7 separate regions of the Mus musculus genome follow, and all the other regions are linked to region 5. The links are chromatin contacts, called in public HiChIP or PLAC-seq, capture Hi-C and promoter capture Hi-C maps. All regions are on one chromosome and are shown on one strand. The core of a region is the stretch at or near the end of the contact, and the rest is flanking DNA. Distances in the headings are between cores, read along the strand shown.

The links. Promoter capture Hi-C pulls out the DNA fragments that hold promoters and counts their contacts. HiChIP or PLAC-seq counts read pairs in DNA pulled down with a chosen protein or histone mark. Capture Hi-C pulls out chosen DNA fragments and counts their contacts.
Region 1: an H3K4me3 HiChIP or PLAC-seq map of embryonic stem cells shows a contact between it and region 5, with 12 read pairs. The contact joins the promoter of Zfp410 here to the promoter of Riox1 in region 5. A contact is called at or near these places in 5 of 39 promoter capture datasets (the 3T3-L1 cell line, cranial neural crest, hippocampal neurons and 2 more), 1 of 484 Hi-C or Micro-C datasets (embryonic stem cells), 8 of 115 datasets of contacts at active chromatin or transcription factors (embryonic forebrain, embryonic stem cells, extraembryonic endoderm stem cells and 5 more) and 3 of 9 other capture datasets (adipose tissue, embryonic stem cells and liver).
Region 2: a capture Hi-C map of embryonic stem cells shows a contact between it and region 5, with 2.5 times the contacts expected there. The contact joins the promoter of Lin52 here to the promoter of Riox1 in region 5. A contact is called at or near these places in 5 of 39 promoter capture datasets (the C10 cell line, liver, neutrophils and 2 more), 2 of 115 datasets of contacts at active chromatin or transcription factors (memory CD8 T cells and pro-B cells) and 1 of 9 other capture datasets (embryonic stem cells).
Region 3: a contact with region 5 is called in an H3K4me3 HiChIP or PLAC-seq map of embryonic stem cells, with 9 read pairs. The contact joins the promoter of Fam161b here to the promoter of Riox1 in region 5. A contact is called at or near these places in 2 of 39 promoter capture datasets (liver and neutrophils) and 2 of 115 datasets of contacts at active chromatin or transcription factors (embryonic stem cells and forebrain).
Region 4: a contact with region 5 is called in a FOXA1 HiChIP or PLAC-seq map of pancreatic cancer cells. The contact joins the promoter of Dpf3 here to the promoter of Riox1 in region 5. A contact is called at or near these places in 2 of 115 datasets of contacts at active chromatin or transcription factors (cardiomyocytes and pancreatic cancer cells).
Region 6: a promoter capture Hi-C map of the HPC-7 cell line shows a contact between it and region 5, with 5 times the contacts expected there. The contact joins the promoter of Dcaf4 here to the promoter of Riox1 in region 5. A contact is called at or near these places in 4 of 39 promoter capture datasets (the HPC-7 cell line, liver and pre-B cells) and 1 of 115 datasets of contacts at active chromatin or transcription factors (embryonic stem cells).
Region 7: a promoter capture Hi-C map of neutrophils shows a contact between it and region 5, with 5 times the contacts expected there. The contact joins the promoter of Entpd5 here to the promoter of Riox1 in region 5. A contact is called at or near these places in 9 of 39 promoter capture datasets (embryonic stem cells, hematopoietic stem and progenitor cells, hippocampal neurons and 5 more), 3 of 115 datasets of contacts at active chromatin or transcription factors (embryonic stem cells, memory CD8 T cells and microglia) and 1 of 9 other capture datasets (liver).

Annotation. Positions count from the first base shown.
Region 1 is chr12:84,314,537-84,318,258 of GRCm38.p6, forward strand. Zfp410 (zinc finger protein 410) reads left to right here and starts at 2,323. Exons shown (of 12, transcript NM_144833.4): 1 at 2,323-2,638. Ptgr2 (prostaglandin reductase 2) reads left to right here. Exons shown (of 10, transcript NM_029880.3): 10 at 1-1,296.
Region 2 is chr12:84,450,139-84,453,936 of GRCm38.p6, forward strand. Lin52 (lin-52 homolog (C. elegans)) reads left to right here and starts at 1,370. Exons shown (of 6, transcript NM_173756.4): 1 at 1,370-1,405. The coding sequence starts at 1,375. Aldh6a1 (aldehyde dehydrogenase family 6, subfamily A1) reads right to left here and starts at 886. Exons shown (of 12, transcript NM_134042.3): 1 at 751-886. The coding sequence starts at 801.
Region 3 is chr12:84,359,657-84,363,333 of GRCm38.p6, forward strand. It overlaps Fam161b (family with sequence similarity 161, member B), which reads right to left and starts at 2,172. Exons shown (of 9, transcript NM_001358283.1): 1 at 2,036-2,172. The coding sequence starts at 2,089. It overlaps Coq6 (coenzyme Q6 monooxygenase), which reads left to right and starts at 2,312. Exons shown (of 12, transcript NM_172582.3): 1 at 2,312-2,581. The coding sequence starts at 2,395.
Region 4 is chr12:83,485,383-83,489,206 of GRCm38.p6, forward strand. It overlaps Dpf3 (D4, zinc and double PHD fingers, family 3), which reads right to left and starts at 2,354. Exons shown (of 11, transcript NM_001267625.1): 1 at 2,295-2,354. The coding sequence starts at 2,326.
Region 5 is chr12:83,948,706-83,952,209 of GRCm38.p6, forward strand. It overlaps Riox1 (ribosomal oxygenase 1), which reads left to right and starts at 1,903. Exons shown (of 1, transcript NM_023633.3): 1 at 1,903-3,504. The coding sequence starts at 1,987. All of the region lies in intron 16 of Heatr4 (HEAT repeat containing 4), which reads right to left.
Region 6 is chr12:83,519,097-83,522,820 of GRCm38.p6, forward strand. Dcaf4 (DDB1 and CUL4 associated factor 4) reads left to right here and starts at 1,370. Exons shown (of 14, transcript NM_030246.2): 1 at 1,370-1,521.
Region 7 is chr12:84,407,745-84,411,531 of GRCm38.p6, forward strand. Entpd5 (ectonucleoside triphosphate diphosphohydrolase 5) reads right to left here and starts at 1,285. Exons shown (of 16, transcript NM_001026214.2): 1 at 1,226-1,285. Bbof1 (basal body orientation factor 1) reads left to right here and starts at 1,324. Exons shown (of 12, transcript NM_028377.3): 1 at 1,324-1,511; 2 at 3,293-3,521. The coding sequence starts at 1,438.

The sequences.
Region 1 (3,722 bases), core at 1,073-3,572, 370 kb after region 5:
GGAATTGTAGGCATGTACCACTATGCCTGATTATTTTTCTTATAATAACTAATAATATTGTTTTGGAGATGGGTCTGTTAGTTTAGCTCAGGCTGGACTGACTCCTCAGGTCTCCCACTGCTGAGCCTGCTGGGATGCCAGGCAGCTGTCACTCACTAATATGTGGCTAATTTTGTTTGTGAAAATTAATATTACATATATTTGTATCAAATATTTAAAAAACCTGGGTGGTTTTTAACCCCAACTATTAGTGGATCATATATATATATATATATATCTTTAAATTACTTTTAGAACTGAATAAACAGTCTACGAATTCTAAGGTGAGAAGCAGTTAACATTTGTTGAACTGGTAACATTTTTACCATTCTTAAACTGAGTATTAGAATTGAGAAAGCCTTTCCATATTTTTGATGAGAGACTTTAAAAGTCTTTACCCGAATGTTTGTCTGTACACCACATGCATGTCTGGTGCCTACAGTGGAGAGTGGCTGGAGAGGGTATTGGGGCATTGGATCCCCTGGAACTGGAGAGAGTCTGAAGCCACCATGTGAGTGCTGGGTTCTAGAATGCAGATCCTCTGGTAGAGCAGGAGATGCTCTTAGTGTTGGCCACCTCTCCAGCCTGTCTGTACTTAATGGCATAAGTACATAGGATTTCGGGCAGCATTGGGAGTATTTACAGATTGTGGAACAGTTTGGGGTAGGACGTTTTGGGCTGGGAGTGGTCTGAGAAGATAAATGAGTGGTTGGGAGTCTCCAGAGACAAGGTTTACATCCAGGGATGATGTTTGTGTTCTGCCAAACAACTAATTGAGTAGCAAGCCTAACAACTTACTACGTGCTGATAAAAGCTTGTGTTTATTTTAGGAATTTTTTTTTAAAGACAAGAGTCTGTTAGGTAGCTTGCTATGTAATCCAGGCTGGCCTGGAACTCAAAGATATCCACTTGGCTGTCTGCCTCCGAGTGCCAGTGTTAAAGGCCTGTATCCCCATTCTGGGCTTATACTTTGGAGAACTAATAGATATAAACATCACTAAGAGTTTCACTGATGAAAGTGAGTCGGAGTGGTCAGGGCAGAACACTGATCAGTACTCTAGGGGCTCTGAGGTCAATCCCCAATGGTACCTTCCCACAACAAGCCCCAAGTAATCAAGCTCCAGAAAGCTATAGGATTAAGTAAATTAACCAATGGTTATAGACATGACTATTCCAGATATACTGATGTATCACATTTGTTTTCTTAATTTTCTCAACCTTTAGAAAAATAAAACTGGAGATGTTTTCTGAGTATGACTTATGACCACTTTTTTTTTTTACAGTCAATATATTTTAGAGGCAAAACAAATTAGCAGCCACTAAATCAAATTTTGCAGCGTTCTAACCTTGTTTTACATACTTTCTCTGGACCCCAGTTTTTCTTTCTGAACAGTTCTTCATCTCTTCATATAGTGGTAACTGGTAAATCTTTGTTTTTTAATCCTTTCTTAAATTTTAGGATTTTAGCTCCTAGTAAACATCTCCTTGCCACCCCAAGATTTTTGTCCCAGATACTGTGTAGGCCAGTTGTCCTTGTCATGGCCATCCTCAAATGGGATCACAGTCATGCTTCTCAGTGCGCAGGACAAACTGTATCGAGGAAATGTTTTCTCCCGGAACATTTTGTACCAAAACTATGACTCCCTAGCTCATCCAGACTCCTGGCTTATCTCTAACTTGAAAATGAGCGCCTTCAGAGAACATTATATCTCACAGGCACTATCTTTAGTCCCCTACTCTTCCACACCGCATCATGTTTTGTTGTTGTTGTTGTTTTTTGTTTTTTTGGACAAGGTCTCAACTATGTAGCCCTCGTTCACCGGGAACTCCTGGAGTACTGGGATTGCTGGAGTTACAGGCGTGTGCCACCACTGCAGATCTTAAGTTTCATGCAGTCAAACTCGAAAGTTTCAACAAGAACTATTATCCAGCTTGGAACTTAGTTATCTGAGCCCTCAGTCAGTGCATCCAAGATCTCTGGAGAATTCTTAAATGTTTCTAACGCTGTACGTGTGCCTAAATTCACACCCAGTCCTAGGGGCAATGCAAGGCTTGATTTCCAGGTCCCTCTTTGGGCCATGAACATTTCAGGTGCTCTTCATGGGCTTTTGGTGTTTCGGGAGCTGTCACAGGTCCTCAGCTCCGGAGAAAGCTACCCTCCACCCCGCGCCGTCTCACCCATCCCAGCCGCCGCGGCCCCTGCTGAACAGCTCCGCTCAGCGGGAAGGCAGTGACGTCACGGCTAGACTGCACTGACCTGGTTTCAGATTTCGCGGACCTGAGAACCCTGAAGGGCAGACAGGAGGGGACGGGGCGCTGCGGTTCCTCGGCCGGGAGGGAACCCTGTGTGTGTCTCGGGCTGTGTATGCGTGTGTATGTAGCGGGGAGCGAAGGATCGCTCTCAAGCAGCGGCCCAAGAGTCAGCGCCTCCTCCTGAGAAACACCCGCGGGCGGAGAAGAAAGCGAGTGGGTATGTTGATGGGGGGCGGCCAAACTTCCTGTCCCGCTCTGGAGCTGCTTCCGGCGGGAGCCGGAAGACGCCGTGTGTGGACGGGATTCGGGGCTGACTGACGGACGGACGGCTGCCCGAGACTGGAAGGTGAGCTCCAGGCTAGTGTAGCCACCCCCGCTCGGGTAGGTGGTCCCGCCGAGAAAGGAAGCCACTTATGGGGTCTGGGGATCTAGAGCCGGGTTCGCCCCCGAAGGGCGCAAGGAAGCCGTCCCCCCAGACTCCCCCAGGCGTCTAGCGGGCGGGGAGCGACCGGTCCGAAGCCCGGCGGCTGCGGCCCTAACCCCTTTGGGGATCTGGGGCGCACCGTTTCTCCTCCTTTGCTTGTTCTTGAGGGAGGGAGCTTGGAGACCAGCCTGCCCCCCCAGAACGCGGGAGTCAGCGAGTCCCCCGGGCGGAGGCTCCGGACTGCACCCGCGGCTGGGCCCGCCCGCAGACCTAAGGGCCTTCGGCTGAGGCCTTTGTGCTGGCGGGAAGGGTTGACAGCGGTGCCCTGCCCGCGTTTCACCCAGGGCTGCCGGCACCTTTCCTGGGTCCACTCTCTGCCTTGGGCTGGAATAGGGAAGGGACGTCTGCGGACCAGAGCCGGACCTCTGGGGTCTCCTTTGCCTGTCACCTCAGGCCCGTGTGTGGGCAGCGAGTGTTTGCAGCCAGGATGTGTTTTGCTCGTTCAACTTGTTCTCTGAAGTTTCTCAAAAGAAGACGATCCAATTAGTTTATTAAACTTTATCTCACTTGCTCATGAGGCTCTGAGATGTACTTAGGAACCATTTGGGAGTGAAATATTATTGATTTGGGGTTAAGAGTTCATACATTTACATTACATTAGACACAAAGATCAGTGGAACATATGTAAAGAGAATAAAACATAGTTTGAGGTCAAAACGCGCAATTCTGGGTGTTTGGCGTTGAGAAATTACACTTTGTGGCAGATACAGGGCAGCCAAGCATCAGAAAATGTGGTTCTAATTTGAGCTTTGTATCCCAGTAGGTGTCAAATTTAGGTAAATCCCACAATTTCTAAGGTTTTTTTTGGGGGGGCAGTGGGGGGAGGAGTATGTCAGTGAAGAGGTTTACCGTTAAGGGCTGGCCATTATTCTGAGATACTAAACTGCATATGGAGAGTGACAAGCAGAAAGATACTGAGAAATCTAAACAGCATCACAGGAGTCAC
Region 2 (3,798 bases), core at 120-2,619, 500 kb after region 5:
AACTGATTTTCGGAAGGTGTCTTCCTAGGCTCTTATTTTCTACCACCTGTCTGGGGGAATGTTTAGTCTTTTGAATGAAGCAGTATTAGCAAAACCACATGCCCTTATTTACCTCCAAAAGTTTAACTTCGCTGAGAAAGTTTAACTTGGCCCAGGGCTTGGGAAAAACACTAAAAGCCAGAATGTTTGTGAAAACTAACAAATGGCTGCCTTTTTGATATGAAAACCTAGGGTACATGTCTAGGAGATTCAAAGTTCCTTCTCTGATCTTAGTTCCATGTCCTTAATGAGCTCCCATCCCCTCTTGCCTCACATAGAGGCTGGATGGGGGGAAGGGACGCTCCTGGCAAAGGAAAGTACTCTATGTACAGCGACCAAAAGGAGGAGTTTCTGGGGCACAGAGGTGGCTGGTACAGAGGTGAAAGAGAGACCGTGGGAGGAACCAAAAAAGAGAAAGCAAGCCAGCATGTGACAGCAAGGACTGAGCTGGACTGGAGGTGGGTGGGTCAAAGCTAAAAAAGAAAAGGCTCAGGAGTAAAGGGGAGTGGGGAGCAGGCGTGACCGTCCGGGGCTGAATCTCGGGGCCAGGCGGTACAGAGTGACAGCCCTGACGCACGGGTCTGGTGGAACACAAGGGGCTGCAAAGAAGGGGCTGGGCCAAGAAGTCTGTCCGGCAGAAGCATGGTTTAGAGACGGGGCGGAAAGGACCCATTTCTAACATCATGGTCCCTCGTCGCCACCCTCACTCGCCTGCAGGATCCGGGACCGCATTGCTGCCGCTGCCGCCACTGCCGCCGCCATGGCTCACCGACTCTGCCCAGCTCGCCTGCGTCTCGGCTGCCAGTGCCTCCCTTGAAGCAACACCGTTAAGCCACGCCCAGAACACGACCGAGCCTCTCCATTGGAGGGAAGGGCCACTTCCTATAACCAATCACTTGTCGGAATCTTTGACTCCACCCATCATTCCCACCCCTGGGAATAGGTGATTGGTCAAAGGTGGAAGCGTTCTGGGCTTCTCTCACTTTATCCTATTTTTGTTGGCGGAAATATGGAGACGCCCCCTCGACTTGGTACTGCATAGTAAGCACACAGGGAAGACGCCCCCTAACCGGGAACTCCGATTGGCTGTAGGTAGGCTCTCTAAGGTCCCGCCCCCTTGCTAAGGAAAGTAAATAAGGTCCTTGAAGAATTTTGCCTGCGTTCCACTTTAACCACTCCGTGGGTGGGGCTGCTGTCTGGGGTGGGACTAGGCAAATGTTACCCTATGAAGTAGGGAAACGAGACCGGGCTGTGAGCTAAGGATAGGTTATCCCTGCTAGGGGCGTGGCTTGCGGATCCTCGCTTTCCCGCCGACGGTTGGTTACGTCACGTGACATGGGCTGGAAGATGGCGTCTCCCACAGACGGTAAGAGCCGGCTTGGAGATTGTTGGCCTGTAGTATCATTATTTGCTTCTCTGGGAACTTCCTCTGTCCTCACCCTTACTCTTTTTTTCTTGCGCCCCTCTCCTTTCTCTCCCACTTTTCTCCTTTGGGGTATGCCGGCTTTTCAGCTAGCAGGTGCCTAGTACCAGGTCTCCTTGCTGTGTACTAGGAAGGAGTCCATCAACCGGAGTCCCTATGGGGGGAAAAAGGACAGAGGTCGCTCCGGCCCATCGGTGATGCTGAGGGTTCAAAAGGAGCTGCTGAGGGGAAAGGGAACTTTCTTTTTGAACAGGCCCATTGGAGTGTTGGTTCTGTTCTCATCTCAGTAGAGCTGGTACGTATGAGTCTCTCAAGCTCTATGGCTGTGAAGTGTGAGTGGTGACTGACATGAGGTCTAGGGTTCATTCCTCTACCGAGCCGGCAGAGAGAGAAGCTTGTCTCCTCAGTTCAGGTCCGTTGCCTTGGCAGCAGGAGGTGCGGGGACCTGGTTTCCTTGCCCTGAGTCCCGAGGGAGTGAAAATTCGGCTTGTTAATGTCGCTTCTCACGCTTCTCAACTCTTCCTTAACTCGTCACCCCTCTACTTTATGTGTTGTTTCCGTAGGCTGAGGGCAGGAGCAATTCTGCTTATTCTGTCTTCTAAGACGCAAGTCATCTCAGTAGACATATAGGTGTTCTTGATATACCCGTATGCTTTTGCTCGCGGTTTTGCTTTAATATTTGGAATTGCTCTTCTGTCATTATTCAGCATCTCAGTTTATATAGTTATTCTGTTAACTTTGCACTTTGCCCGGGCCACACCCAACTATAAATTCCAATTCTGTCTTATTTCATTAATTTAGTCCTAGGGTTTTTTTTTGGGGGGGGGTTGTTTGTTTATTTTTACTATTTATTTATTTATTTTGGTTTTTCGAGACAGGGTTTCTCTGTATAGCCCTGGCTGTCCTGGAACTCACTCTGTAGACCAGGCTGGCCTCGAACTCAGAAATCCGCCTGCCTCTGCCTCCCGAGTGCTGGGATTAAAGGCGTGCACTACCACTGCCCGGCTAATCCTAGGTTTTAGAATAATGCCTGTAAAGGATTTGGCTTTAAGTTAACGTTTATCCAAAAGTAAAACTGGCCTTGGTGTGTGACCTCTAATTCTAGCTTGGGAGATTGAGGCAGGAGGTTTGTTGCTTCAGGCTTGCCTAGGCTGTAGAGGGAATTGTAGGCAAATCGTGTCTAAAATAAAAAGTTGGTTTAGTTTGTTGGTTGTTTTGTTTTTGTTTTTGTTTTTCCTGAGACAAGGTTTCTTGTATAGTCCTGGCTGTCCTGAAACTTGCTCTATAGACAAGGCTGGCTTTGAACTCAGAGCTCTTCCTACCTCTGCCTCCCGAGGCGTGCACCACCATAACACAGCTTAAAATAAAACGTTTTATTTTTAAAAGTAAGGGAGGAGTGACTGGAGAGATGGCTCAGAGATTAAGAGCACTGGTGCTCTTCCAGAAGTCCTGAGTCCAATTCCCAGCAACCCTATAGTGACTCCTGACCATCTACAATGAAATCTGGTGCCCCCGTCTGGTGTGCAGGTGTACATGCAGGCAGAACACTGTGTACATAGTAAATAAATCTTTTTTTAAAATGTGAGGGGGATGCAGGGGGCTGGTGAGATGGCTCAGTAGTTAGGAACACCTGGTGCTTTTGCAAAAGACCTGGATTCTATTCCCAGCATCTACATGGTGACTCATGACTCGATTCCAGTGGATCTGACCGCCATGAACATCAAGCACACATGTACTCCACATATATACCATGAAGACAAGACAGTCATACCATAACTACATCTGAAAATGAACAATAAGAAGTGAGACTGTAGTTCAGCACTAGGGAGTTGTTGATCATGACCAAGACCCTAAGTTCAGTCTTTAGTACTAAAGAGGATGATTAGATTATATTCAAAAGTAAGGATACCAGAGTTTCCTCCTTTCTAATTCTTTCCTTTTTTTGAGATAGGGTCTCACTGTGTAGCCCAGGTTGGCTTCAGACTCACCATCCTCTTGCTTTCCTACCTGTGCCTCCAGTAAAAGTCTGTACCACTATGCCTGGCCTCTTACCAAAGAAGTTGTGTTCACAACAAAAGAGATTCTCTAGCCTGGGTGTTTTTTTGTTTGTTTGTTTGTTTGTTTTTTGTTCTGTTTTGTTTTTGCTAAAACATCCTTTTCTTACTAGCAAAAAAAAAAAAAAGTGTTGGTAAGATTTTTGTTGTCTTTTTAAAAAATTGGGGTTCATCTTGGTGTCTGTGGAGGTCTCCTGGGAGCAGGATTTCTAAAAGCCAGTATCTGGAAGACTGTGGTACAAGGCCAGTTTTTGCTGGATAAGTGAGGTTCTAGAAGCAGAG
Region 3 (3,677 bases), core at 922-3,421, 410 kb after region 5:
TAAGGATGCATAATCCTTTAGAAGACAGAACTGTTAGTAAGTCTGCAACTATGGTATGGACCCAGGAAAAGCACTGCCGCTTGGTGACCTTGCTCCTGCCCTTGGCTGTATCTGCTAGGCAGAGTACAGATGCTCTTTCACACATGATGCATCGTCTATATCCAGATAAGTCCATTCTAAGTCACAGTAGTTTAAGTAAAAACGTACTAATACATTAACCTACTGAGCAGGGCACTTAGAGAATAGCTATTGTTCACACTCCTGATTGTGCAACTCACTAGAAATAGCAAGTCCCTGGACACTGTGTCACCAAAGCAGAGAGTGTATCCTATTGCTATTTAAAGAAAGACTGAAATCTAGAGCTGGGAATTTAGCTCTGTGGAGAGCACTTACCTAGAATGCACAGGACCCTGGACTCAGTCCTCAGTACCATAAAAATAGAAAAATAAAAGTATGGAGTATTAGCCAGGCAGTGGTGGCGCATGCCTTTAATCCCAGAACTTGGGAGGCAGAGGTAGGCGGATTTCTGAGTTCGAGGCCAGCCTGGTCTACAGAGGGAGTTCCAGGACAGTCAGGGCTAAACAGAGAAACCCTGTCTCGAAAAAACAAAAAAAAAGTATGGAGTATTGTTTCTACTGAGCGCATGCTTGTCCATCATTATAGTGTGGAGAGCAATCTGAACCACTGAGGTTGGGGGTGTCTGACTTTGAGTGTTAGGGTGATTTTTATTGTCTCAGTTGAGTCTTGTAGTGATAGAGGGAAGGTGGTGTGGCTGGAGGACAGTGGCCTGAGATGTCCTTAGAGTGGTAGGTACAAGGCCACCAGTGGACTATTGATGATTAGTGGCAATTGGAGCAGTCCATCTGAGTTAGAGATAAGTGTGTGCTCTAACCCTAGCTCTGCTGCTGAAGAACATGTGATCTAGAGCAAAACTCTCTCCTTCCCCTGCCCCTCTCTCTCTGTTGTGACAGGGTCAAAGGGCGACCTTGAACTCCTTATCCTTCTGCTTTAGTAATTTGAGTTGTTGGGATTACAAGTTTGAGCCATAATGCTGGCTCTTTCGTTTTAAAAACAACTTTATTGAAACACAATGTCCATAGTGTACAAGTGAGCCATTCAAAGCGTACTCTCCTCCAGTTTCTAAAACAGCCAGGGTCATCTAGCAATCACAGTAGAAGTCAGACCATTTTCACCATTCCTCTAAAGCAGTGTCCTCAACTGTTCTAATGCATCGACCCTTTAATACAGTGTTTCATGTGGTGGTGAGCCCCAACCATAGTCATTTTCATTGTTAATACTGTAATTTTGCTACTGTTATGAATTGTAAGGTAAATATCTGATATGCAGGATGATCTTAGGTGAAACAGATTGAGAATCTCTGCTCTGAAGCACCAGTGTAGCATTTAATTGTCACTTATATCCCTTAACCCTCCCACATCTTCCTCTCAACCTGTCAGCCCTAGGCAACTACCAGCCTACTTTCTGTTTTCAGAGATTTCGGGGCAAATTGCTTAACCCATCTCTTTTCTTTTCTAGAAAATGGGTTTGAGAGGATACAACACATTAAACACATTCAGTTTAATGAATTTTAATATATTTGAAGAGCTGCGTTTCGGTGCGTTTTCCTTACTCTAAAACGACAACAAAAACCTTGGAAGCTTTTAGAAGTCTCTCCTCACCTCCTCAGCCCTTTTAGAAGTCTCTCCCTGTTTCTCCTCACCTCAGCCCCATGCAATGACGCGCCCCCTAGATTTGCCTTTTCTGGATAATCATATTAAGATAGAGATCGCTTTTAAGATTTTCAAGGTTAATTCGTGGTTTGTTATTAGTACGATTCCTGATATCAGAGCCTGGTACAAGACACAAAAGACCCACGTCCCCCAAGACTGGTTCTCTAAGTGCCCAAGCGCTGCCAATTTTAATTCTTCGCCCTTTGATGACACGCCCCTGACTCTGTCTCCACGGCAACGCTAAACAGTTTCCACTCTTGAGGATTCCTTGCTGAGGCATCCGACTTCCTCCTTTCTCCACTCACCTCACGGCTCCACTCGGCGCACTCAGGACCTCCCGCAGTCCTCCCCACAGTCATCTTCCTAACTAGAGAGAGAGAGAAGCAGAGGTGAAAGCAGCAGTGACAACCGTGACAGCGGCGCCGGCGGTTAGGTACTGCTAGCCACGCCCCTTCATGGCTTTAGCCTTGGATTGGCTTCCAGTCTTTAGTCTGTTCCGCCCAATGAGGCAAGAGCGTCTTCTGATTGGATAATTTTCTTCAACTATTTTATTTCCGGTTTTGAAGACAGGGCTAAAACCACACAAGGTTGACGACTGCCCCGGAAGCACTTTCCAGGACCTATCAGGGAGAAGTCCCGGGCGCGGGCGCAGGCAGGAGTCATTATGGCGGCCCGCATTGGCTCCATGGCAGGCTTGCTCTGCGTTCGCTGGTGGAGTTCCGCGCAGCTCGCAGCCAGAGGAGGCCCGCTAGTTGCCAGCCAGCGATGGGCGGGCTCCTCGGCAGACACCGTGTACGACGTGGTGGTGTCAGGAGGAGGCCTAGTGGGCTCTGCCATGGCTTGTGCCTTAGGTAGGTGCATCTCGACCGCGGGCTGGAGGATCTGGGCTGTGGAGGGACGGTACTCACAGTGGAGGTCGGGACGCTGTCCAGACACCTAACGTGCCTGACCTGGTGCTTTGCTCACTGTCCTTCCAGGGGAGTCCTCGGGAATGGCATGGGTTCTGCGGGATCACAAGTGGGCGGGCCTTTCTAAGTCAGTCTGACCCTTGAGAACTGTCCAGGATTGTTTATGAGCACCTCGAGAGGCATCGGGCTTTGTAGTATCGGATGGTAGATCGGATTGACCTCGAAATCACAGAGATCATCTTCCTCAGTCTTCTGAGTGCTGGGATTAAGGCCCGCGCCCCCACTCCTGGTCTTAAAGCTGCTTTATTAAGATAACATTCATCTAGTTATAAGTGCTCCCACTTAAAGCGTACAGTCCAATGAGTTTTTAGTATTTTTGCAGAGCTATTCAGTACCTACAATAAGTTTTATTACCGTTTCCTTACTTTATAAAAAACCAAAAAGCAAAAAAATAAAAAAAGACTTGGAATTCATTAGATGTCACTCTCCACACTTCTGCTCACCTTCTCAGCCCTACAGACTCTCCTACTTTCTGTCTATAGATTTACCTTTTCCGGATAGTTCTATGTAGTTGGAGATATACTCTGTTTTAAAGGTTAATCCAGGTTGGAGTCTGTATCAGACAGCTTTTGTTTTGAGAGCTGATGCCATCCTCAATTGTGTTGAAAGTATGCTTGGTTTTCACTTTTGGCCTGTAAAGGAATGATGCTAGTAGGGACATTCTGTGTGCAAACTTTGGTGTGAACAGTGTTGATCATCTCGAGGCTATTCTCTAGTGAAATCTCTGGGTTATGTGGCAATGCTGATGTTTTGAAGACCTGCCAGACTTTGAGAGAGTGCCCCAGTTTATGTTATCATTGACAGTAGATGAATGCTCAGGTTTCTCCTGACCCTGACAGCACTATCTGCTGCCTTTTTTCTTTGTCCTCTGAAGTTCGTAGGAAGTGGCTTGTGTTTATATTTCCCTAATGACCAATGGTGTGGAATATATTTACCAAGTGCTGGCATGATGTAGCACCGTTTCTGGGCCCTTCGAAAC
Region 4 (3,824 bases), core at 1,104-3,603, 460 kb before region 5:
ATAATAAAGCAGATGGCCTCAGTCTCCCGGTAACGATGTGTGTGCTCCTGCGTGCGGAGTTTTTAAAATGTCCAGGGTGCAAATAGCTTGACCGATTGGGGTTATTATTTACACCCTTAGCCCTCAGGGGAAGAGGACTGGATGCAAAAGGGGGCGGCTAATTATAAGTGACCATTCGACTTCCTCTGAGGAAAGGCAGACAGGGGTGTTGTGTGAGCGTCCGCGTGCGTGAGCCAAGACGGAGTTACAAATGCATCCCACGGCAAGTATTTCCAATTATTAAGGGATACAAGTGTAAATCTGAACTAGTTCTATTAACTGATTGGCCACCTTCTAGCTTCTCTGTTCCTTCTCCCCCACAATTTCTTATACATGCACTCTTCTGTGGAAAAAAAAAAAAAAAGTGGAAAGATCTGGGGGACCCAGGAGTGTGGAGCTCCTGCGCGCGCCCGAGCGTAAGCCCGCTCCCGGGCATCAAGGATGCCGCTTTGCCAATGAAGAACCCTGTACACATAGCAAATAGATCTCTCCGACTTGAGTTTACCAAGCAGCATCAGCTCGGCTACGTGATTTCGGCTGGAAATGAGGAAATTGCAAATCAGCTGTGTGTGGGTTCTGGAGAAACTCCCAGCCCCAGCGGTGTGGCGGCGGGAGTCGGCGAGGAGCGGGGAAGTTACGCCCATTTCTTCTGCCATAAAACAATTTCTCTCTTCGGTGAGACGCTGTCGCGAGTGCAAAGTAGCTGAGCTTCCGAACGAGAACGGGAGCCAGGAACTCGCATCAAGCTCAGCCTCCGTCTTTACAGCAATATCTCATGGAAACTCCAAGATCTGGGACATCCCTGCCCTATTCCTGGTTGTTGGCTGGTGCAAACGCAGCGGGTTCTCCCTACGGGTTTCTTGGCACTAGGAATCCCACGCACACTCTCTCGCCGCCGCCCTGCTGCTCCCCAAAGCGAACGGTGTTTTCGACTCCCATAGCCAGGGACGCTGTAGCGCGCAGCTAAAAGAGCCAAGATCGACCACTGACACACACCGGGAAGAATTGGCACTAAACACCCACGCTCACCCTCCGACTCCCACTGGCTTTCATCAGGGCGGGGAAGTCCTAGTACACCGGGCACCCACTGGGTGCCCACGCCGCGCCGCGATTCCCAAGGATCCACCCTCTGCCAACATGCCTGCCAATAGCGCCCCTTGAGAGCCACACTAGTTTTCCGAGGCCACCCCCGGCTCCGCGATCACCCGCGGACTTGCGGCTTCATATTCAGTCCACCGACTGGAAGAAGGAAGGAAGGAAGGAAGGAAGGAAGGAAGGAAGGAAGGAAGGAAGACCGGCGGGCAGGCAGCTCCGATCGGGAACCGGCCCCCGCGAGTCCTTGCGCAGCCCGCCCCCCTGTGTCCGCTCAAAGTCTCCGGGAGGCACCTGCCCCTCGCTGTCGCCAGAGCCCTCCACCGCCGCCTCCACCGCCTCGGCTTTTCACCCAGAGCAGGCAAGCACACCATTTATAAGACCTGCAGTTTCCCTGCCTCCATATCAACCCCAAGTTAACCCGGATCGTTAATTTACTAGAGCCAGTTAGCCTACAAATACACAGACACACCGGCGACCGCCCGGAGCGCCTGCCTGATCCCCGGCTGCCGGAGTGGAAAAGCCCGGGGCAAGCACCTGGGCCCCAGGACTCCCGGGACCCGCCGCTCCGCGCGCTGTCCTCCCAACTCCGGAAGGTTTACACAAACTCCCTGCGAGAGCTCGGAAGGCAGAGCGAACGCCCTGCAAAACTCCGCAGCCGCTGCGGTCCGTCTGCCCGCCTGGGTGGACGAGCAGCGGGGCCGGGAAGGTTCGGGCTTGGAGTGCAGGGCTCAGCCGAGCGCACGACGCGGTCTCTGCCCCGCGCTCCGGCCAGGCTCAGCCAACCCCGCGCTCTGGCCAGCCTCAGCCAGCTCCGCGCGGCGCCGGGAGAGGCAGGGGACTCCGAGAACCGTGAAGACCCGGGCTGCTCACGACCCCCGCAGCTCCTGAGCCGGCGCCGCCGCTCTGTGTTCCCTCCCGGTCCCGGTCAGCCAATTAAGCAGAACACAAATGTAACAATTTTCTTTTTGTTAATTGCATCTCCTGACATTTCTGCGCGCTGGGAGGAAAAAAAAAGATGAAGAAGTAAGAGCAGGAAGAAAAGAGGAGCCCGGGCGCAGCGGGAGGTGTCTGCGAGAGCCGGGCGCCGGCTGCGCTCCACAAGGCGCCTTTTTTTCATATTGAAACCACGCGGAATATGTACATTTTTTAGTCTTACTTACGCTTTCAGGGGGTTGTGAATGACAGTCGCCATTTTGCTACAATGTAACAGAATATTGTCTGTCTCAGAGTTCTAAAGGTTCGCTCAGGGGAAGCGGCAGGCCAATCAGAGCACGGGATACCGGCCTACCGGCCAATCGGCGCGGCTGGTCGCCAAGTGGGCGGGGCCTGCGTGGTGGTAGTTATTAGGGGAGCTGTCAAAGCCCAGAGGTCACTCCCTTTTGTAGAGCCCGAGAGCGAGCAGGTCTTAAAGGGGCAGTACCGTGTTAGTAGCGCCCTTTTAGATTGGAACTCGTGGAGACAACATGGGAGAGCATTCTCGCTTAGTTGGAGTCCCTACTTTGCTAAATAACTGCAGAGTTTGCGCTCCTGGACAAGAATATTTACATAGTGCCAACAAAACCACTTAACCCCATTCATTAGCTCTGGGCTTTGTAAATCACGGTTTTTAACCCCCGAGCTCCTTGTACACCACCGTGTTGCAGTGCAAAAAGTTGGAAGGCTGCAGTTTCCTCCAAGAAATTACTACTCGTGTTCCACTGTTTGCTAATAATGTTCTGGGTTCCGCGGCTGTTCAATATTCTTGTTCCCGAAGTGTTTTCTTGATCTCAGCCACCTTCCCCGGGCGGTTTCTGAGAACTGGAGAGTCCAGGACAGCAACTCCCTTCCTCCTGGAATGTCTCAGTGTCAGGCTTGCGGACAGCCACGGCTTTTGTTACGTAATTCACGGGTGGTCACTCCGCGCGGTCCCCTACGACCACCGTTCTCCACTGTCAACGATTCACACTGATCTGACATGGCCAGCTTGGGAGCGAAGTGAGACCTGGCGCTTTTTAGGCAGAAGGTTGGGGAAATTTTGAGGCAACTTTAGGAAACGCAGCTAGGGAAGTCAGTAACTATGCAAAAATTGTTAGAGCCTGAGGTAGGTGTTGCCTGAGTCCCCTCTGGGAACGGCTCTGAGAATTCAGGCGTCACCTTTCTGGACTAAGATAGGAGGTGAAAAGAATTTGCAAGTGAATGTTCAGACGTGACTCCTGGCTTCCCCAGTATGCGGCTGCTCAGAATCTGATAAACCCCAGAAGAAACTGAGAGACTTCTGCGAACTCAGACTTCCACGGAGCACAGGGAGACTCGGAGTGGGCGAAAACTCATGAAATCACTTAGAGGGCACAGGCATCGTTAGCTTATAGAAGCCGGGCTATGGCCCCCTTGGCTGTTTAATCAGGTCAAATAGCTGGGGGCTGGGAAGTGAAAAGGAAACCGAGAGATGCTGAATTGCAGTTCACAATTCCACCTGCTCTCGCCTTTTACGACTCTCGATGAATAAAGTAAAATACAATTACAAAGCAGTCCAGAACTTTCAGATTCCAGCTCCATTCACTATTAGAGTTACAGATAAGCCCAGCAAAGCTGAGTGAGTCTGTGCGTGCAGACTGGAAATATTTAACTCTTTGTTTGCCTAGTAGGGTGATGTTCTCCCACCCTCTCTTCTCGTTACAGAGTCTCATGTTGAGAAAACTGGCATTAATGAA
Region 5 (3,504 bases), core at 653-3,152:
AAGGGAGGATTTATGCGAACCTACGTTCCCTCGTGGTAGGGTAGAAGAGGCCGCAGGAGCAGGTCGCAGCCAGTCACACTTCACCCTCACTCAGAGCAGAGAATAAAGACGCTGTGCAGATCGCTTGCTTGCTTTCCCCTCTTACCCACTCCAGGACGCCAGCCCATGGGATGGATGGTACTGCTCACTTTTACAGCGGGTCTTCCTACTTCAACCTAAGGTAAACAATCTCTCACAGAGGTGCCCAGAGACTTGCCTCTTTAGTGATTCTAGATCCTGACTGTAGTCATAATGTTATTGTGTACTATGTAAAGATTATTCATGAATTATTCAAATGTGGACTTCTGTACCCCCATATATATTTGCAATCCTTATTCTGAGAATCTCATGTCTCAATGTGGTGAAAAACTTGCTCTACAATAATTCCCTGATTGGTCAGTAAAGAACTGATCAGCCAATGAATGAGCACGAAAGAGAATAGGGCTGGACATTTGCAGAGTTCGAGAGAGGAAGTGGGGATTGGCTGGGAGGAGAGACTCCAAGAGAGATAAGGAAAAGGAGAAAGAAAAAACAAAGAGCAGTCCGGGAGCCCAGAGAACCAGATCAGTACTAAAATGCTGCAAGTATCAGGAAGATTCTGTCGGGAAGGTGCTAGATTAGCATAAAGGATTAAAATAGAGTAACCTGCTCAGTTGTTGTGCCCTTAAAGCTTTTTGAGTAAATATACTAGTCCAGTCTCAATTCTTTGGGAGTTAGCTGGGTTAAGAGGAAAACTGCAACACACTATGTAAAATAACACTAACACCTGTCAAGTTGACAATCGGTGTTAACCATCACAGGTTCCAATCAATTCATTTAAGCTACCTAACTCCCTGAGAAAGTATTGCCATCCTGCCCAATCAAGACCTATGTTCTGCCAGGCATGGTGGTACATACATATGTAAAATACACACACACACACACACACACACACACACACACACACACACACACACACACTCACAAGAATGCTTGCAGAAGCGGTGTCTGCGGGGGGCTAGAGATGATGGTTCAGTGGTTAAAGAGTGTTTACGACTCTATCCAAGGATCAGAGAGAGATTTCCACAAACTACTGTACTAAGAGATTTCTCTGGCCTCCTTGAGACATACACGTACGCATGCACAAACTTTTTAAAAAGTCAGAAGCTTGAAGAAGAGGAGGAGGAGGAGAAACAGCCTATTGCAATGTCATATTGAGAGGCAAGCCCAGGAGTTTGAGGTTAGAAAGGACTATGTAGCAATACACTGACAAAGTGGAGAAGTCCCTAACTTCCTTTTCAGAGGAAGAATATTAATTACAAGCGGCTCACCCTGTAACCTCAGCCTTCCCCGTGCATGAACCACCATACCTGGCAAGGCTTTGTAACTGAGGAGAGAGAGGAAAAAGAAGAGGAGAGGCTTAACAATGAAGTTTTCTGCAGTGAAGAGAGCCAGTAAGAGCTGTGCTTCATACAGAATATCAAACTTTGCCTTCATTCCATTCTACCAGGAAACTGCCTAGGAACAAAAATGCCTACCACAAAAATGAGAAAGCGGACTAAAACAGGAAGCCAGGCTCAGCGCTGCACACCTTTAATCCCAGCAATCGCGAGGCAGAGACAGAAATCTCTGTGAGTTCAAAGCCAACTTGGCTCACCTAATAAGTTCTAGGACTATATAGCTACGGCTTCTGTAGAAAGATTCTGTCCCAGAAAAGCAAAAAAGAGGAATGAAGTTGTTTTCTTTTGAAATGCCTCGTGCCTTCTTTTCTTACACGGAGTCTTTATCTGGTAGAGAATTTTGCCTTGCCAGTGCATACTACCGCGGTTTTAAAAGGTGACAAACCGGGCTAGCTGTAGGACCCAGGAAGACGGTAGGCTTGGCCTACCCAGGGAATGCCGAAGGACTCGCCCCCTTCCCAGAAAGCACCACGGCCGCGGAAGCGTGGGACCCGCCGGCCGCCCCGCTATGGACGAGCTACCGAATGGCAACGGTGCGGCGCTGCTGAAGCGCGGGCGGGGGAGGCGCCGGCGGCACCCGCAGTCGCAGCCCCGCGGCGCGTCGGTCTTGGCCCTGCCCTTGCGGCCCCGGAAGATCCGAAGGCACCGGAAAAGTGCGGCGGCGTCCCGCGTGGCCGCGCTGAGAGCTCGCGCGCTCCGGAGCGAGGACTCGGACTCGAAAGTGGCGGTGGCCTCGGTTCGGGGCAAGCGGAAGAGGCCGGCAGAGCTGCTGGAGGCCTCGCGGTCGGCGGAGCCGCGGCCGGTGTCAGCGCGCCCGAGGTCGGCTTCGGCGACGCTGCCGAGCCGCGTGGAGGGATGGGCTGCGCTCTCCCGGAACCTGGGGACGGCCGCTCCGCCGCCGCCGGGCTCGCACGCGGATGAGCCGGGGCGACCCCGGGCTTCGCCGCTGCAGCAGGTACTGACGGAGCTGAACGGCATCCCCAGCAGCCGGAGGCGCGCCGCCCGCCTCTTCGAGTGGCTCCTGGCGCCCCTGCCTCCGGACCACTTCTACCGGCGGCTGTGGGAGCGGGAGGCGGTGCTGGTGCGGCGGCAGGACCGCAGCTACTACGAGGGTCTCTTCTCCACCGCCGACCTGGACTCGATGCTGCGCTACGAGGACGTGCAATTCGGGCAGCATCTGGACGCCGCGCGCTACGTCGATGGACGGCGGGAGACCTTGAACCCGCCGGGCCGCGCGCTTCCCGCCGCCGCGTGGTCCTTGTACCGAGCCGGCTGCTCCTTGCGCCTCCTGTGCCCGCAAGCCTTCTCGCCCACCGTGTGGCAGTTTCTGGCCGTGCTCCAGGAGCAGTTTGGCAGCATGGCGGGCTCCAACGTCTACCTCACGCCCCCGGACTCGCAGGGCTTTGCTCCTCACTACGATGACATCGAGGCTTTCGTGTTGCAGCTGGAAGGTCGGAAACTCTGGCGCGTCTACCGACCGCGGGACCCGAGTGAGGAGTTGGCCCTGACATCTAGTCCCAACTTCAGCCAGGAGGACCTTGGTGAGCCTGTGCTGCAAACGGTACTGGAACCTGGAGACCTGCTCTATTTTCCTCGGGGCTTCATTCACCAAGCTGAATGTCAGGATGGAGTCCACTCCCTACACCTCACCTTGTCCACCTACCAGCGCAATACATGGGGTGACTTCCTGGAGGCTGTACTGCCTCTGGCAGTGCAAGCGGCCATAGAGGAGAACGTGGAGTTCCGCAGAGGCTTGCCCCGAGACTTCATGGATTACATGGGGGCCCAGCATTCCGACTCTAAGGATCCTAGAAGGACAGCTTTCATGGAAAAGGTGCGGGTCTTGGTTGCTCGCCTGGGACACTTTGCTCCTGTCGATGCTGTGGCTGACCAGAGAGCAAAAGACTTCATTCACGATTCCCTGCCCCCTGTGTTGACCGATAGGGAACGGGCTCTAAGTGTTCACGGGCTCCCAGTTCGCTGGGAGGCTGGAGAACCCGTCAATGTGGGGGCCCAGCTGACAACT
Region 6 (3,724 bases), core at 120-2,619, 430 kb before region 5:
AGAGTCGGGCCATGCCGCTTGACTTGCTTCTGACCATGGTTCCTTTGTGAAGTGAGTGTATATTACAGGTTTCCAAGGCAAAACTGGTGTCCACCCAGTTCCCATGGTGGGAATTCAGTGAATCCTGTCAATGGGGTCAGTCAGCTGCCTGTTTGCCAATCCTTCACAAGCCTCCCATGGCCGCCTCCTCCTCCCCCCTCCTCCTCAGTCCTCCAGGGTCCTCAAGGCTTCAGTTTACAAATCCTGCCTTCCTCCTCCCAGAATTCAGGTCAGAGATTCTCCTATTGTTATGTCTCCCATCTGCCCACAGCTTTACCCAACAAGGCTCCAGTCTCTGAGGTCCCATGGTTTTCCATGCCTCTGAGGCTGTTCTCCAGCCTCAACCACTTTGCTAAAGATTCCAAGGTCCTCACAGCCAGTCCAACCAGTAGCTGAAACAGGCTTCCAGCCACATCTTCTTTGAAGTCTGCTTTGTCCTTTTCTGGCAGTTCAAGCTCCGGGAAGCAGTAGTGCTCACTTCTCTCGTTTCCCTCAGAACCTAGCACTCTGCATATCCCTGCACACGTCTGTAAACTTGCTACAGGCTGAAGTGTTTTCATAGGCCCACATCTATGATCACTAATAGCTAGCTTCTAGCGGTCCAGCATCAGGAGCCTGGGCGAGCACCGCACACAATGAATCTCAGGAAGGGATTCTGTTCTCCAAATGCAATTAAGATCAAGGCTGTTGGTGGTCCCCACTTAGCCTGACCTATTTGAACCCATTCTGCTCTCACTACTATCACTTCTGACCTGTTACAAACTCCGTCTTCTTTGCAGTGGTACTCTGGGGTGGTTTTCTGACCAAGGCACACGTGTACCATTCTAGAAATATTACCTGTACAAACTTTGGGCTGGAGATCATTGACAATATTTGTTCAACTTTCTTGTTACAGTGGAAGAAATTAAGGCCCAGAGAAGTGATAAGCACACCTTAGGTCACATAGCAAGGAGGAAACAACCTGACCTAGATTCAAGGAGCCTCCCGGCACCGGCAACTGCGTCCCAAAGTCTTTTTCGCTTTCCTCCTCAGAGTCTCCTTTGCTCTTTCCACAAAACAATCATCTTCCCTCTCTCACATATCAGTGTTAACTCGGGCCTGTGTACCAGCTCCAAGCCGAGAGAAATTTCTCGGGATATGATCCGCAGTAAGAAGGAAGACTCACTGTCAAGAGAGTACCAGGGACTCTGAGGAGGCGGTAGCAATCTCTAGCCCCGCCCCAAAGCGCATCAGACCCCGCCCCTAAGCGTGCCAAGCCCGGGCACGCTCGACCAGGACAAGGCGGAAATCCTAAGTCCCGCCCTCCGTAAAGACCGCCCCTACTGACATGGACAGGCAGAAGCCTAATTCAATGAGAAGAAAGAACCGGCCGCTTTAGTCCTATGGGGTGCGACAACACAACATGAGGGTCTTTCCGGATCTTTGCACGCCCCTGGGTGCTCCAGCCCAGAAGTGTCGTAGCTGAGAGGACCATCTGTGCAGGTAAGGCTGTTCCCATGCGTGGCGTGCATCTGGGCGCCGACGGAGGGTGCCGCTGTACCCACGCAGAGGACAGAGAAGGCAAGGCTGAAGGCAGGAGGAGTGAGCGTGCCATACAAGGCCGGAGTGGGCGTGGGCCAGGACCTGGCGAGTCCTGCGGCGTCCCCAGGATCCCCTTGCAGAGTCCAGCCTGCAGTAGACCTCTGCCTCTGTTGAAATTTGGGCTGTGAAGAAACACGAGGCCAGGAGGCCAATAGTACTTTATGGTATAAATTTTGGAAGTTTATGTTTTTGGTTTTTTTGTTTTTTGGTTTTTCGAGGCAGGGTTTCTCTGTGTAGCCGTGGCTGTCCTGGAACTCACTCTGTAGACCAGGCTGCTGGCCTTGAACTCAGAAATCCGCCTTCTGCCTCCCAAGTGCTGGGATTTTGCTTTTTTTTTTTTTAAAGGCTTCTTTTATGTATGTGGATATTTGGCGTGCATACATGAGTGTACTTCGAACAAGCCTGGTGTTCAGGGAGGCCAGAAGAGATCAGTGAGATCTCCTCCAGCTGGATGATCGTGAGCCGCCCTGCGGGGTGCTAGGATTTGAACCTGGGTCCTCAGCTTTCTTAACCACTAAGACATCTACACACACACACCTTTTAAAAGAGCTTTTATTTTTAATTGTGTATGTGGGTGTGTGTGCTTACATGTGTCTGTGGAAGATCCAAGAGACCCAAATGTGTCAAACTCCTGAAACTGTAATTTGAGACGTTGTGAGCTCCTGAACTCTGAAGAACAGCAAGTGCTCTTAACTGCTGAGCTATCTCTCCAACCCTAGCGGTATCTTTATAAGACACAGAAAGAGAGGTTACGTGGTGGCTTGCCTGAGGTTGTGTGCAGGCTGGTATTTGGAAAAGTTAGGAAGCCCAGATGTGGACCAGCCTCCATTCCCTGCCACAGTAAGATGGGTGTTAGTGAGAAACGAAGCCTTTCCACACCAGTTCTAGTGACTTTGGGGAGCGCCACAACTCCCTCCACCTTGGATGACCAGACACAGCCTTGTGTGTGGAGCAAGGCAGTAAGAAGAAAAACATAAAACAAAACAACTAACAACTCCAAGTCAGCTACTCGGAGAAGACAAAAATCCCACGACCTGGAAATCCAGTTGTCGATAACAGTGGAAAGTAATCGAGGTGGTGTCTTTTGGCTGATGGAGCCTACAAGTGCAGGATGCTCCTGTATCTCTAATGCGACTTTGTTAGTCAGGTATTGTTAGTTCTATAAGCCTCGGTTTCCATGCTGTGTAGTAGGGTTAGCTTATTATGGTTGTGTATTTGTGTGTATGTATAATGTATGTGTGTAAGTGAAGGTTAGGGGGCAACTTTGTGGAGTTGGGTCTCCTGTGGATTTTTATTTTTTCAGTTTTTTTTAAAAAGATTTATTTATTTATTATATGTAAGTACACTGTAGCTGTCTTCAGACACACCAGAAGAGGGAGTCAGATCTCATTACGGATGGTTGTGAGCCACCATGTGGTTGCTGGGATTTGAACTCAGGACCTTTGGAAGAGCAGTCGGATGCTCTTACCTGCTGAGCCATCTCACCAGCCCCTGATTTTTGTTTTTTTGTTTTTGTTTTTTTGAGACAGGGTTTTTCTGTATAGCCCTGGCTGTTCTGGAACTCACTTTGTAGACCAGGCTGGCCTCGAACTCAGAAATTCGCCTGTCTCCTGCCTCCCGAGTGCTGAAATTAAAGGCATGCGCCACCACTGCCCGGCTCTCCTGTGGATTTTAGGGAGGGAATTTATAAGGATAGGTTTGCGTGCGTGCGTGTGTGTGTGTGTGTGCGTGTGTGTGTGTGTGCGTGCGCGTGTGTGTATGCTACTTGTGTTTGATTGCTCTCAAAGGCCGGAGGAGTGTTGGGTCACTTAGAACTGAGTGACAGGAGGTTGCGAGCCACCTTGATAGTGGGTGCTGGGATCTAAGTTCAGGTCTTCTACAAGAGCAGCAATTGCTTTTAGCTGCTGAGCCCTCTGTCCAGCCTCTTATTTTATATTTTACACCTGACAGAACTCTTGGTGAGCTATCTGCATTTTCTCATTTTCCTCCTGTGTTCACTCATGGTCCATACCATTGAGGGTGGAAACCTTATTGAAGGGGCCATTTTATCCTGAGTTTTACCAGCTAGTGGTGTTAGCATTTTGCATCTTATTATGTCTTAGGA
Region 7 (3,787 bases), core at 35-2,534, 460 kb after region 5:
CTGCTAGTTAGCAATAGGTGCTTTATAGATTGCTTCTCAGAGGTAATGTACATTATCTAAGGGAAGGTACATGATGTAGAGGTGATTCTACTCATAAGTTCATGGCATGTCACCAGAAATATAGTCAAAATAGGCCATAGCCGTGCTAGCAGAAGGTTCAAACGGTTTCCAAGGTCTCTCATCAAATCTACTTGCTTACTCTAACCGCAAAATTTACAAACCACACAAACCACGCCCTCTGGGGGGGGGATGAGGTGGGAAAAGAGAGATTTAGAGGTCAAAGATGTCACCTTACAGTTAGGGGCTTAGTAACTAAGGTCTCCCTAGAGAGAGGGGAGGAGGAGTTCTAACAATGATGTTTCAAAATAAATGTTAAATGAAATTTGAAGCGGAGTGATAAAGCAGAACCGCGCTTCACTCCCAAGCCTATTGACAAGGCAGCCACAATACCTGTCTTCCGTAATGACTCACTCACGCTCAGTGAATGAAGACATAATCACAGGGTTCCTCTTCTGAACCAACTAGAATACTGGATGGAGTACTACTCCTCGGGAACCCGGGTGCGAGGCAAGTGCTTGCAACTTTATGCAACTTGCAGCAATGGGACTTCAGGCACTAGAGGATGTGGGCGATGTTAACTAACAGGAACCTGGCGGTCGGCTGGAGCCAAGCACCTGCCACCTAGATCCGGGGACCAACGATCCCCCCCCCCCCCCCCCGCCACACCGCTCCAGGCAGGGGAGCCAGAGTCTGAGCACCGGAGCCCGCGGACCCTCGGAGGCTGACAGCCTCACTCAAGCCACCGCCCTCGGAAAAGTCAACTGCCTCCCTGAAAGCGTTTGGCCTGGGATGTCCCCGGGTGCACTGTCCTCCAGGGAGCCCGCGAGACAGAAGCGAGGATGGAGGGGAGGTAAGCATGAGGCGGGCAGCGAGGGCGCCGCCACCGAGACAGAAGCAGGGATGCGGGCAGGACCGCCACGGTGGCCGCGCCAGAGGCTTGGAAGATCCGCCCGCCCGACTGGAAGCGCTTCAAGCCTCACTGGCGCCGCTCCGATGCGCGCGGGGCGGTCGGAGAGCCGCCGGCCATGGAGCCTCAGGGGGCGCGAGACAAGTCGTGGGAGGCTAAGACGCCGCAGCCCCGCGCCCGACACCCGCCCCTGCCGAGCTCCCGGCCTCCCGCCCGGCTCCAACCCCGGGAGCGCCGCCGAGGCTCGTGCACACTCACCGCGCGCGCCGCCCTGGCGCGGACGCCCGCCGCCTCGGAGCGATCTCCGCCCCGCCCCTCGCCGCGGTCACGTCACGCGCGTGCGCCCTCCGCGTGCCCTCAACGGCGCGGAGGACGTTAGCCCTTCGGCGTGGTGGTTTCCTTAGAGACGGAGTCGGCCCAGGTGGCGGCCACCAGGACACCAGCACGGTGAGACTCCCGCAGAAGTCAAGATGCCGGCGAAGGACAAGAGGAAAGACAAGAGGAAAGACAAGAGGAAAGGCAAAAACAAAGGCAAAGAACCAAAGTAAGAGCAGCGCAGAGGCTCCCCGTTCCCCCTGCCTACCCTTGTCATTTTGCGGCGCTAACTGGATGCCTCTGTCAGGCTTTTGTGGACAGCTCCTGTTCATTCTTGATTGGCCCTAAGATCTGAGAGCTCTCCATTGTGAGACTGATATAAACACATTCTTTTCTATTCTAGCTCTTGTCTGAGTGGTTAAAGTTGTTCCTTGGGTCATTCAGGAATCCTCTTGGGATCAAAGGGAGCACGCGAAATGATTTAACTGGACGGATCAGTACACACACAAACACCACACACAGAGACACAGAGTGAACAGCTATAGCGCTAACCCCATGGATGGTCCCTAGGAATTGTTGCTAGAATGTCAATAGAATGACTGGGCTACAGGATGGTTCCTCAGGACTTTGGAGTCACACAAGGAGTTCAACGCCGTAGATGAGAAATGCAAAGGGATCGCTTAAGCTTGTGACTGTAATGTGAATTCTCTGGAGACAAGTTAAGTAACACACACCTCTGGTCGCATTGCTCTGGAGGCTGAGGCAGGGAGATCACAGCCACTGCTACATATGGAGACCTCGTCTTTAAAAACAAGTCTGAGTGTAGTTCAGTGATAGAGTGCTTCTTGTGCAGGGTCCTAGGTACCATCTCCAGCAAAGTAACTTAAGAGAGTAACTTTCTTTTTAAAAAAGATTTGTTTATTTTTATTTATATGCATACACTGTATGCTGTCTTTAGGCACACTCCAGAAGATCCCATTACAGATGGTTGTGAGCCACCATGTGGTTGCTGGGAGTTGAACTCAGAACCTCTGGAAGAACAGTCAGTGCTCTTAATCTCTGAGCTATCTCTCCAGCTCTGTACCACAGTGTTTTGTTAATGCTGGTGCAATCTTTATTTCAAAGGACTTTACCTTTTGAATCCATCCTAGGGCCTTGATGTATACTTACCATGCATTCTACTTCTACTTCTACCTGATACATGCATACCATGCACTCTAACTTTACCTGATGTATGCATACCATTCAGTCTTCTTCTTCCTAATGTATGCTTATTATACATTCTACTTCTACCTGATGTATGCTTACTGTACATTCTGCTTCTACATGTCTACATTCCCAAGGTCTTACTTTTTTTTTCCCCCATCTCTGCATCAATGACTATGGTGTGTGTTTTTCAGGCATCCTTAAAGCCTGGGATAATGTGTTACCAACAATTGAAGTACTTAACATGAAGTACTTACCAACAAATGAAGTACTTAACATACCTGCCCCAAGTAACCTGATCCTTTGTCTAAGAACTAAGCAAAACAAAACAATAGCAACAAAGGCTGTGGAGAGGACAGATATACAACAATTGTGTCTTCGTGTAGAACATGAGACCCAGGCTCACAACTGAGTGAAAGAGGAGAAAGGATTGCAGAGCACTTGCCTAGCATGCTCGAGCCTGGGTCTGATACTCAGCACAGCAAAGAGCAGGAAACAAGAATATGGAGAATGGAGTACATGAGAAGCTAGAGAGCTTTATGAAATACATTTGGCCTCTTATTTCCTCTTTGTTTTTCTCATCCTTTAAGTCATACTTCAAAAATAATTAATAGTCATACTCCAAAGTTCTCCTCTTGAGGAAGAAGCACCAATTTAAGTCTCTTATATGAATACTAATATATATATATATTATTAATGTATTAATGCATTAGTCCAACAATATATGCTTTTATGTGTCAGGCAAGCCAAACAAAATAGAAATGATACTAATAAATTACATGTTGTCAATATCTTCTTCTGCAGGAAAATAATCAAATCAGATGAACCTGCAATTGAAAGAGCCAAAGCCAATGCCTCTCTTTGGGAGGCCAGATTGGAAGTCACAGAACTCTCTAGGATTGAATATCGTGATACTTCCCGAAGACTGGCAAAAAATAATGAAGACTTAAAGAAACAGCAATATAACATGGAAAAAGACATTATGTCTGTATTAAGCTACTTGAAGAAGCAGGATCAAGAGAAAGATAATATGGTAGGTAGGTAGAAAACTGAACATCACAACTTCCCTCTGTGTTTATGTGACATGGTTTTATATATATATATATATATATATATTTTTTTTTTTTTTTATTTTTCGAGACAGGGTTTCTCTGTGTAGCCCTGGCTGTCCTGGAACTCACTCTGTAGACCAGGCTGGCCTCAAACACAGAAATCCACCTGCCTCTGCCTCCCAAGTGCTAGGATTAAAGGCATGTACCACCACGCTCGGCATGGTTATATTTTTGTAAGGTTTTTTGT